Regions from separate parts of the Zea mays genome. Here region 1 is linked to region 2. A link is a contact called in public Hi-C data. All regions are on one chromosome and are shown on one strand. Each heading gives the region's core, a stretch centred on a gene start, on an enhancer-like site or on the middle of the called end of the contact. The rest is flanking DNA. Distances are from core to core; before and after follow the strand shown. Region 1 holds the start of LOC100280830 (integral membrane protein like). Region 2 has its middle 46 kb from the start of LOC103634846.

The links. Hi-C and Micro-C count contacts between places; a contact is called where the count stands out from the background.
Region 1: a contact with region 2 is called in a Hi-C map of ear, with 1.7 times the contacts expected there. The contact joins the promoter of LOC100280830 here to the enhancer-like site in region 2. A contact is called at or near these places in 2 of 25 Hi-C or Micro-C datasets (ear and endosperm).

What each region holds. Positions count from the first base shown.
Region 1 is chr8:16,967,365-16,973,918 of Zm-B73-REFERENCE-NAM-5.0, forward strand. It overlaps LOC100280830 (integral membrane protein like), which reads right to left and starts at 1,524. Exons shown (of 8, transcript NM_001399072.1): 1 at 1,271-1,524; 2 at 940-1,170. The coding sequence starts at 1,063.
Region 2 is chr8:16,615,040-16,621,064 of Zm-B73-REFERENCE-NAM-5.0, forward strand. No RefSeq gene overlaps it. Among protein-coding and RNA genes, the nearest start is that of LOC103634846, 46 kb to the left of the region's middle. Within about 2 kb of position 4,277, at least 17 of the 20 cell types and tissues checked have an H3K27ac peak or open chromatin away from gene starts, as enhancers often do. A contact at or near this core is called in ear and endosperm, where this site is marked.

The sequences.
Region 1 (6,554 bases), core at 274-2,773, 350 kb after region 2:
TGTCCATCTAAGACCTCTTCCTCGATTTGATCTCTTAATTCCTAGACGACTCCACGTCGTCTGGGGACGCCCCGGGTGACCTGTCGACCCGGAGCACCTTAAGATCTTTTCCCCCAGTGGACGAGATCTAGATTCCAGCAAGGAGGAGGAAGACGACCCTGTCGCCAGGTCGCGGACCGTCCGGCCCAGAGCTGCGGACCGTCCGGTGTGACGCAGGGAAGACACCGCTCCTGCGCCCAGGTCGCGGACCGTCCGGCCCAAGGCCGCGGACCGTCCGCGCCGTCGCAGAGGGCACTACCAGGCGATCCGGCGACCTGTCGCAGGCCGCCACTACTGTTCACCTTGCGGAGCCGAACCCAAGGTGCCAAGTACCGCCAAGCGGTTCATTATAGTGTTTGGTGACCAAAAAGGCACCAACAACAAGATAATAAGATATCCATGTAAATTAATGCCCGGATTCCAAAAATAGATCAAACAGCAAAAACATATCCATGTGTAATTAATAGGAAAAGTATGACGATGTTTTACTGCTAAAGACCACAGAGACCATTTTGGTATCACTTCCCTTTTCCACGGCATAACTAATTCCAGTAAAATCACCTTAGCCCTATCATATGAACTCAAAGTTCACTCATTTTCCAACTCACAACACCAAATATTCGATCCACAGGTATTCCTCCCCTAGAGGCACAAACTAATCTAAACTCGCCCCTGAAACTGTGAAATCTGTCGCAGCACCAGTCTCCTGATACCAATTCACAGCAAAAGGCTGCCGTGCACTTGTGCAGCACCCACCAATTCCCACTGCTCCCTGAATCCGCCTGGACTAATCTTGACCCCCTCGCGCCTCAGCAGACAGCATACGAGCAAAAACATGGAGCAGAAGCATCTAAGAGCCAAACAGTAGCAGAACGGAAAGGAGCCAGGCGGATCTCATACCAAAGTTGAAGCGGAGGGAGCTCATGAGAGCCTTGTTGCAGATGACGATGGAGACGGAGGACACCACCGAGAGGCTGAGCGCCCCCACCGTCCCCAGCTGGAACTTCTCCCCGGCCACCCCCATCTCCACCCCGCCGCCGCAGGCCGCAGCAAGACAGGCAGATAGCCCGGAGAACGCAGAAACTTAACACGCAGGCCCCCAAAGCACCAAACCACGCCGCCCACCAGCACCTGCGAAGCGCAAAAAGGTCACATTTCGATCGAGCAACGGCGGCAAAAAACACCAGGGAGAGACAAGAGCCGGCCTTTCCGGCCAAAACTACATATTTACTTCCAAAGAAGAGAATTCAACCAGACGAAGCTGGATCTGGGAGACGAGCTCGTGAATCTGAGCTGAGCTGAGCTAGCGCGGGACTGGCTGTGGCACGCTGGGAGCGGCAGGGACTGGATCGGGTGAGCTTGGCTATGGCTTCGCCGCTGCGCTCTTGGCCTCCTCCCTCCCCCTCTTCCTGCTCACCGGAGATGGAGACGGAGGCGGGTGTTTTTTATACAAAAGAAAGGAAAGGATATTATTGTTGCCGCGCGTATACATCGGACTCGGGTTGGTGACTTGGTGGTGGCTTGTGAGGGGCAGATATACAGTTAGTTTTTTTATTGAGGGCGATCAAGGAGTTTTCTTTGGGTCGATTTGGTTTGGACTTTTTTGTGTACTGTAATGTACAAACAATAGAGAGGGAGTCTGTGTACTGTGTGTGTATATATAAGGTTCATTAGCACGTGTTTAATGAGATTTGTAAATTTTTGTGTTTGATTTGATATATTGTTTGGTGATGAGGTGTTTGGTGGACTAGACCTAAATACGTGCTGCAGTGCTGGCAAGATTCAATCGTTGTTTCAAATAATATTCGTCCAAATACATGTGATTGTACTTTATGTGCCTCCTACGACTGGCAGGTAGTCTACTAATCTCTTATTGTCGGCAAATTCTGGTGTGTGTGATTTATGTGTGGATAAAATATTTTAGCGTGGTTATGGGTGGCGCACTAGTGGCCTGGCCACCTCGGTAGGTGTATAATATATTAATACTAATAAATCCCTCGATTTTAAACAAATCGCAGGCACACCGACGATTGGCCCTCTTATTGGTCCTTCACTCGGTAACAACCAATCAAAGAAAATTACTCCAAAGCTCTTTCCGGAAAAAAAAAAGAAAGAAAGAAAATCTAGTCCACTAATAAGTAGTGTTAAAGTGTCGTTTGATTCACATATTTGTAACGTGATGGATAATTGATAACATTATATTATATTTGTTTAGTACCGAATCGTAATCAGATACCACATTATAAAATAATACCGGACTATCTAAACTTGTTACCACCGTTGCTATTTACTTTACATTTCGTAAATCAAACGACACCTAGGTTCTAACCCTAACACTTGAAACTTGCCCGCTCTAAGGTGAAAATGAAATTACAGCACCGGTTTCAGCTCCACAGATGCTGAAGCCTGAAAGTTACCGGGTTAATCTCATAGGCTGCTGTAACACTTGTGCTGCTTGCAACTTGTAAAAAAAAAGACCTTTTGGTTGCTTTTGTAAAAAAAATTGCAATGTTTTTTTTTTTTTGACAAAGTAGGTGTATGTGTTTATGGAGCACAGGCAGAGGTGTGTCCTTGCTGCTGGCTCCCCTCTGGTCTCTTGGCTGTGGCAAAACAGTCCACTAGCAGCAGCGAGAAACAGTATACGTGAATTTCAGTGTCAACTGCTCAAGGCTCCGACAGCTCACTGCGCCAGGATCTTGCGTGTTTGTGGGAATCTCAAGGCAGTGATCCGTACCGTACGGGAGTACCACCTGGGCTACGAAGCACCCTCTCGTGTCGTGTGTTAGAATTGTATATGGTCGTCACCGTATATCTATGGGTAACGGCTAGAAATGGCCAAACGGGCTGCACGGCCTGGTCTGGCCTGATCCGAGTTCGATGAAGCTTGACTCGTTTTAGGTTCGGTCCATCAGGCACGGTTAGAAAATTGGATCGGACTATCCAAGTTGTGTGTTCGTTTTCTTTACCGAGTCCGGCCCCCTGCGGGGCTAAATGGGTCGTGCCGGCATGGTAAGCACGGAAAAAGGTCCGAAAACAGGTCAAGCAAGCAGTTAAGCACGATTTAGTGTAAAAAACAACCTTGACGAGCTTAAAGGTAAATGGGTCGTGTCGAGCTAACCCGCCGGATTTAGTTTCCTGTTCGGGACCGGCCCGCTTATTCATGCCGGGCCGGCTCGGGTCCGTATAAAAGCGAATCGGACCGGGCTCATACCGGGCGAAAAAATGTGCTTCGAGTCGGCTTTCGTGCTTCGAGCTTTATGTACATATATAATAATGGCTCACTAATAAGGACTTAGGTAGCTTTCACGGACTATCAATGGGTAACAGCATACTGCTACAACCTACATGAGGAAACCTACGTGTTTCGTCCGTCGAAATTGATGTTTTATAGTAGTAAAACATATATGTATCTATTAAATTATTTATTTATGAAAATTATATTTAATTTAAACTAATGTACCCATAGGTATCTCTATACGTCCAGACTTAATAAAAATAGAGATAATTTGTAGCCAAAGGGTGTGATATATGGCATCTCAAGACACAATTTATTTGTGACCGAAAATACTGTAGAAGGCGACGCACAAACAATAGTGTGACAAGGTATGCAGAGGGGGAAGTAACTAAATGGATGTTTGGTTTGTATGGACTAATTTTTAGTCACTTTATTTTATTCCATTTTAGTGTCTAACACTATCGGAATTCGGCTCTTGTCGAGTGTTCGACGCTTTACCGAGTGTTTTTTGTCGGGCGCTCGGCAAAGTCCTGCTCTGGGTAATGACCGTGTTTACCGAGAGCAGAACTCTCGCCAAAGAAATCTTTGCCGAGTGCCAAACACTCAGCGAATGGCGACACTCGGCAAAGAGCCGTCTATAACTGACAGCCGTTATATTTGTCGAGTATCGAGCTTTGGCACTCGGCAAAGAATCTTCTTACGTCTGACACTTGGCAGAGCATGTTTTGCCGAGTGTTATTCTTGGACACTCGATAAAATATTTTTTAAATTATTTAGTTTCTGTATTTAGCAATTGAGAAATTAAAATAGAATAAAATAGAGATCTAAAAAATATTCACTAGAAACCAAACGCATTCTAACAACCCAAAAAAAAGGGCACAAAAGGACGGGACACCACCTTGGCATGCATGATGAGTATGAACTGTATGATGGTCATCCTCGCGGGTGTAGTTTGTTGCTTTGAAATTAAACGGAAGGTATGGATAAACATGAGCTGCAGCTTGGGTTTGGGGGCCGTGTGCAATGGATAAGGCCGGAGAGGGAAGAGGATGGGCATGCATGGGCAAAGCCAAAGCAAAGGAGGGGAAGAGGTGGAGGAGGATGGTGGGTTAGGTGGCACGCCATCGTGTTGCGTGGAGGATTGCTCTGAGATTATTCAGTAGTTTAGGGTGTGTTCGATAGAGTTTGGATGATCTAGCTAGTCGCAGGACTCTGTTTCTCCCTCTCCTCCCCTCCCCTCACTGAATTGAATGGTGTGCTGGTGGTGCTCATCATCCATTGTGCAGCTGCGAGTGGATGCTCATGCATCCATGGGCGCGCGGCACGTACGTACGTAGTCTCCGACATTGCATCCTGCTCTGCTCATCGATCGGCATGCAGGTCCATACACGTATATGCAGCGTGCGCATGGATGATCGACGGCGACGGCGACGAGTGCAGAAGATACGTCCGTCGTCGATCGTCAGCTCTCCCACTTCGTCGTCGTCGCCGGCGCCCGTCGGTCTAGCGTCTACAATGTAAACACTGCACAGTGTCGTCATCGTCGTTGATACGGATGGGATGGACCTTAATTAGCTCGCTACTGAGTGGACGACGCGGGGAGGGAGCACCAATCTCTTTAATTAACATAAAAAATAATGCAGGACGTACGTGTATACATATAGGGTGTGGTTATTTGGAGCCCAATGCTTTCAATAGTTACAAAAAGTCTGACCAGTGCATCAGGTCAACCCTCTCCTACGCGTGTCAGTCCAACCCGATTCAATCCTCAACCCTCCGCATGGGATGCACGATATAAATTGCAGTAGTGTTTTTTTTGTTTGTTTGTATAAATAGTTCTATAAATAGTATAAATAGTTCGTAGATATAACATAAAAAAACTCGTTTTTAGCATGTTCATCCACACGAGACACTCATGCATTTTTTGATTTTTATGGCAGGTGCCTTTTGAGATCCTATGAGCTTGCAGGTTTGAGCGTAAATTATACAAGATAAAGCGTAAATATTGTTATAATGGTCAAAGAGATGATTTTTATGAATTAGAGTAGTAGCTTTATATCTCGCTTCACACTAGGTTGCCGTATATATGTATATATAATAATATATAGAGAGTAGAGACCCCGAATTTAATTTGAATGGGCACAGCGCCGTCCCGATCCTATCCATCCTTCGATGGTGCGCGCATACTTTGATCACAAAAAGACCAGGGGAGATACGTACGTACGGCATGAATACAGCAAAATACTGGGACGGACCATCAGCCCTGGCCCTGGCTAGCTAGGGTTTGGACGACTAGCTAGCTACCTAGAACTACTGGAGACATGTGTTTGGCTAGGGATGAAAATGGAAACGGTAATTTTCGGATATCGGAAATCGTTTTCGAAATTTTACCGAAATTTAGGTCTAAACGGAAACGGAATCGGTAGAAAAACTCGGAATCGGAAACGGAAACGGTTTGGGTCTCTTCCGACCGTTTCCGAAAATTACCGTTTTTATTCGGTATTTTACCGTCGGTAATAAATTCGGTATTTTTCAGAAAAAATATTAAATCTGAACTAATCTTTATAAATTCATAATAAATTCATCTTAGCTTAGAAAAATATAAAACTAATTTTATTATTTTTCTAAAATCAAGATCTATCTAATGATATATAGTTTAGAATCGTTTGAAACTTTTATAAATCTTATTTATGTTTTCTTACCTCTTATTACTCTTGATACATATATTCATAATTTGAATGAGAACTTAAGAAGTACCACGAGGACACTAATTATATTGACTATACCAAGTAGTAGGTGTATAAATAGAATGTAAGTGCCATATCATTATACACATCTTGATTCTACTTTATTTAAATACATAATAATGATTTTATTGTTTTATGATTTCTTACTTTATATATTTATTGTGGCCTGCTACCTTATATATTATCATTAATTTTATATAAATGTATGACTTACGTGAATTTTTGAAGTCAATTGAGGGTACAAGTTACAGTTTTTACCGATCGAATTTTTAGATTCCGATCGTAAACCTGTGTAATTTTCGTACCGAACTTTCGTTTCCGATGTTTCTGAATTACCGATATCGTTTTCGTTTCTGGGGTTACCATTTTCGATCTCGTTTCCGAGGAAAAATATGAAAACGAAAATGGTTTTTGTGTTTACCGATCGTTTCCGACCGTTTTCACCCCTATGTTTGGCGAGCTTTATGGCCGCCCCCCATCCTTTCCATACCGAAAGCTTGTCCTCTTTACGACTACACCATTTTTTGCCAATT
Region 2 (6,025 bases), core at 3,027-5,526:
CAACTACTTTGGATGAGGCAAACCCTCCAGGACTTTGGCTACAATCTGAGCAAAGTCCCACTCCTGTGTGATAATGAGAGTGCTATCCGAATAGCGGAAAATCCTGTTGAGCACAGCCGCACAAAGCACATTGACATCCGGCATCACTTTTTGAGAGACCACCAGCAAAAGGGAGATATCGAAGTGTTTCATGTTAGCACCGAGAACCAGCTAGCCGATATCTTTACCAAGCCTTTAGATGAGAAGACCTTTTGCAGGCTGCGTAATGAGCTAAATGTTCTAGATTCGTGGAACTTGGATTGATTTATAGCATACATGTGTTTATACCTTTGATCATGTTCCTTATGCATTTTGTTGCTTATTTATGGTGCTCAAAGTTGTACTAACACTCCCCGGACCTCACAAGTCCGTTGCAAAGTGATGCACGTATTTAGGGGGAGATGTGTTACAACTTGACCCTTTGAGACTAACCATGTGCTTGAGTTTGCTTGTTTTAGTCTCGAAGGAGGATTGAAAGGGAAAAGGTGGACTTGGACCATGCAAGTCTTCCACTGCACTCCGATGAAAGAGTAACTTTTTCCAAGTTCATCTTCGTACTCTTATTGCCTGTGTATTCGTATTGAAGATTTTGGTGAGGCAATGGGGTTCTAGGGCCAAGATTGATCCCGTTTTGGTGTTGGATGCCAAAGGGGGAGAAAATAAAGGCCAAAGCAACAAATGGATCAACTACCACTTGAGAATTTTGAAAATAATAGAATAGAGCTTTTTGTTTTGTCAAAATACTCTCGTTGGCTCCTTTTGTCAAAATGTTGGTTTCTTGTGGGGAGAAGTGTTGATTATGGGAAAAAGGGGGAGTTTTTGAAATCCTGAATCAATTTGTCTTGGAATAACTCTCCTTATGTCTTAACAAGTGAATTTGACTTAGAGATAGGAAATTGAGTTTGATTTGCAAAAACAAACCAAGTGGTGGCAAAGAGTGATCCATATATGCCAAATATGAATCAAAACTATATTGAGTTTTCATTTGCATCGATATTGCACTTGTTCTAGCTGCTTTATGTTATGTTGGCATAAATCACCAAAAAGGGGGAGATTGAAAGGGAAATGTGCCCTTGGGCCATTTCTAAGTATTTTGGTGATTGAGTGCCAACGCAAGTGCTTTTGTGTTGATCTATGCAATGCGGTGAACAAAGTGCAAATCATGTCAAAAGGTATGTTTCTAGACTTAGTACATTGTTTTATGGACTAATATATTGTGTCTAAGTGTTGGAAACAGGAAAGAATGAATTGGAAATGAGATGACTCTGTTCAGCCAAAGTCAGCTCGGTCTGGGTGCACCGGACTGTCCGGCGGTGCACCGGACAACGTCCGGTGGCGCACCGGACAGTGTTCGGTGTGCCAGGCTGGCTCAGGCGAACTTGCCGCTCTCGGGAAGGAATTAACAGCGTACGGCTATAATTCACCGGACTGTCCGGTGTGCACCGGACTGTCCGGTGAGCCAACGGTCGACCGGGCCAACGGTCGGCCGCACGATCTGCGCGGGACACGTGGCCGAGCCAACGGCTAGAAGGAGGCACCAGACTGTCCGATGTGCACCGGACAGTGTCCGGTGCGCCAACGGCTCTCTAACCCCAACGGTCGGCTTCGCCAAATAAGGAAGGATATCCGCACCGGACAGTGTCCGATGGTGCACCGGACTGTCCGGTGCGCCAGGCGACAGAAGGCAAGATCAGCCTTCCTGGAATGCTCTCAACGGCTCCTAGCTGCCTTGGGGCTATAAAAAGGACCCCTAGGCGCATGGAGGAGACAACCAAATATACTCAAAGCATTCCTAAGCACCAAGACTTTGATTCCACGCATTTGTTTCTTCGTGATAGCATCTAGAGCTCTAGTTGAGTTGTGAACTCGTCGGGTTGTGTTGTGAGCTCTTGTTGCGACTTGTGTGCGTGTTGACATTCTGATTTTGTGTCTTGTGTGTGTTGCTCATCCCTCCCTTACTCCGTGCTTCTTTGTGAACTTCAAGTGTAAGGGCGAGAGGCTCCAAGTTGTGGAGATTCCGCGCGAACGGGATTAAGAAAAGCAAAGCAAAACACCGTGGTATTCAAGTGGGTCTTTGGACCGCTTGAGAGGGGTTGATTGCAACCCTCGTCCGTTGGGACGCCACAACGTGGAGTAGGCAAGCGTTGGTCTTGACCGAACCACGGGATAACCACCGTGCCATCTCTGTGATTGATATCTTTGTGGTTATTGTGTTTTGTTGAGACTCCTCTCTAGCCACTTGGAGATTATTGTGCTAACACTTAACCAAGTTTTTGTGGCTTAAGTTTCAAGTTTTACAGGATCACCTATTCACCCCCCTCTAGGTGCTCTCAAATACGCCTCAAAGCAATACTACGATCAGCACTGCACTGGACTAGGTGCACTGGACTAGGGCGAAAGCCTGAACCAGTATAAACCCCGTGTCTCAGTTCCTTACTCGTGTCACCGTGATCCACCATTTAGAGTGAGTCCGCGCTTGCATCCCCACCGAACACAAATCTATTGTCCCCCAGTTTCTGAAACCACGATAGATAGTTTGGGTTTCCATCCAATCCTATGGCTTCTGCTGCCAATTTCGCGGCGTCGTCCTGGCAACTGGCATCCCCATCTCCATGGGCTACGCCGCATGGCACCTTTATCACGTCGTCCTGGCAACCGACGTCCCCATCTCCTTGGGTAGCATCGTCTGCCAATTTTGTCACCACGTCTTGGACGCCGACGTACCCATCTGTAGGGGCAACAACAAATTTTGTCACATCATCTTCGCTGACGGCGTCTCCGTCCCCATGGACGACGCTACTTGGGGAAGCCACGACTCAGCCATCACCATCTCCATCGATGGTGGATTTATGTAATACCCAACTTTGGAAACTAAAGAAAGGAATAAAAATTTATGTGTAATGCATTCTCATTCATAAGAATTATTAGAAGACATGTTTAAAATAAATAATAGCTCAATAAAATGTGCATCATGTTGGAGTTTTGTTGCCTATGCATATAATAGCAACACTATTAATCAAAATATAGTAATAAGGAAATGAATTGAAGCCTAAATGGAGATTAGGGTTTGAAAATGGAAAAGAAAAGAGAAGGGATAAAGGAAAATCCTAAATGAAAATAAAGAAAAAAATATATACATAAATGTGCCTTCTCATACTGACATTTTCAATTTGAATATTTAACCTAAAAATCCAAAGTTCACAATCAAATTTGGATTTAAACTTGGGATACAAAAAAAAGAGAAAAGAAAAAGGAGAAAAAAAGAGAAACGTGGGATGGGCCAAATCCACTCTCCTCGGCCCATCAAGCCATGGGCGCGCGAGGCCTGGCACCTTTTGCTTAGGGGTGCCACTGTGATGTGGGGCCGCCGAGTCAGCTGACTGGTGCTTATTAATCGCAGTCGTTGCTCTGCTACTGGGGCCCCCTCATCAGCTGGTTGTTCGTCGACCGCCGAAGTCCACAGAGGGAGAGGGAGCTCGTGTAGCGCGGCAATTTCGGAATCAGTTGAACCCATTCAATTTCGTGTATAAAAAAACCTGTTGCGGGTCTTCTCAAGCTAACTACTGGCCCCAAATTTGCCGCCGCCTACGTAGTTGGGGGCCTAATCGACCGCGCCGAGAGTGCCGTGAGGGACATCATCGTGGTGTAGTCGCCGCTTCCACCCATTGTCGCTTCGACTCGCGGTAGTGTGGCTGAGGGGGCTCATCTGGGTGCCGCGAGTGTAATCAAAGCCTCCGCGTGCGGAATTGGTGGTCGGAGCGCGGCGAATTCATTACTAGAGTATTTTCCTTCGAGTTCTTCCGTGGGTCGTCGTGGCCGCCTTGCATGGGTTGTCTCCGTCGATCAGTACTCATCTCATCTGCATCGTGGCCTACCCCGCATAGGGTAGCACTTAATCGCTCGGAGAATGGCGATCGGAGAGGGGAGTCTGGGTGTGCCGGCAATGGCGCTGCGGCGGTGTTGCGCCGTCAGGTTGGGGGATGATTGTGAACAGGGAAGAACCTTGGCGCGGCGCGTGACATAGATCCTTGGGTGGATGGCCATGATTAACTCAATGAAACACTTTGTGCTGAATTCTATCCGGACCGTTAGATCATAGGGTAGCAGTCGAGATCTAATCACACGCATTTTTGCGACACTCGTCGATCCTAGATCCGACGACCATCTCCACATAACGCTTCAGGGGTAGTTTAAATCTAATCTGGCGCATTGAAATTTGATCGGATGGCCCCGGTCGCCCGATAACCCTTCGACATAGAGTTTTACATAAGAGACCTTGGGCTTTTACATAACTAACCCACAGTCCTCATGCGGGTGTAGCTAGAGTCCTGAGGATCTTTCGAATTAGCCCCTGAATTCTTTGGTATTTGGCACGCAGTCCAGTGAGCAAAGAAAACAGATAGTTAATTATAGAAAATAAACTTTTAGTATATAAATAATTCCAGAAACTCATTTAATTCATATAAAACTCATTTAAAATCCTTTTTAATCCATTCTAGTGGCATTAATTTTGTATTAACGTTGTCTATCAACTAGTAACTCTATTTAGCTATGAAACTTGTATTACAATTATTCACTTGAATTATTCTATATTAGGCACTAAATAACATCAGAAATTCATAACTAGATAACCGTAACTCCGAATTTAGTGATTCTTGTTCCTACGATCTCGTTACGTCGCGTAGAATATTATCATGCATTCTGTTCTACTGTTTGGTGTGATGTTAATTTCTGCTATACCATGTTTGTTTGTATTGATGCGAGTAGACGAGCCAGCTACTGAGGATCCGGGGGTTCAGCAGGTGGAGACTGCTGAGCAGGAGCTCGTTGAAGGCAAGTTGTACCCTTAATCACTTCTTTTACCCAATAATATTCTTATTAATCATAATGATCCACATATGTTAATTTTGATGGGACCCAATAAGTTAACCTAGTTTGGCTATCTTTATACCTTGTTTACCACTGAATTTTTGGGTAGTACCTGCTATTGCTTTATATGGTTTTGGTTATGAAGATACACATTATTTATTATCATACTTTTATTATCAGTTTGTTATTTACTGTTTATGATAAGATCATTATGTTAATTGGAACATGGAGCGATCACCCGGGAAAACAGTGCTACCACAAGGGTGGTATGGGACGCCCTTGGCTGACTAATTAGGAAAGCTAGTGGAGGACTACCTTACCCGAAAGGAGCAAGGGCAATAGGGGAGTGGTCAGTTTAGGGAGGTCCTTGGGTTGATTTTGCTGCGATGACGGTCAGGCGAAGGATCCCTGCATTGGAGCTTCCTAAAAATTGTAGCGGCTTTCTGAAGCTAGTGAAACTTTGTAAAGGCCTCGTAGTGTTACCCTGCCTCGCTTCCTTGGTAGAGGTCTATGGGAGTCATGATCCCTTGGCAGATGGGTAACATGAATTGTGGGTAAAGATGCGCAACCTCTACAGAGTGTAAAATTGGTATATCAGCCGTGCTCACGGTCATGAGCGGCTTGGACCCTCACATGATTAATTTATGGAATTAAATTCAATTTGTAATTTCCATCGCATTGTGGTTTATTATCAATTTTGTTCTACTATTACTCTGGTTTGGTATTTACTAACATTTAGTAACTGCTAATAAAATTTGACCAACTTCTAAAAGCCATGCTCAACTTTAACCCTTATTTATTGATCAGCCTTACACTTCACATGAGCTCCCACCTTTAGTGAGTTCATGGACATTATTCCCCACAACTTGTTGAGCTATGATCTTTTGTGAGCTCACTCTTGCGATATATAAACCCCCCACAAGTGAAGAGCAGGTGGTCCAAGAGGAGCCGCCCTACAATGAAGAATACAAGTTGATCTAGGTGGCATCTCCTAGTCAGCTTTGTGGCGCCAGGGAATAATATTTAGTTCGCTTTACTATTATCATTTATTTTTGTAAGACTTCCGCTATGTAATAATGACAATTATGATATTTGTGACAATTATATCCATACACTT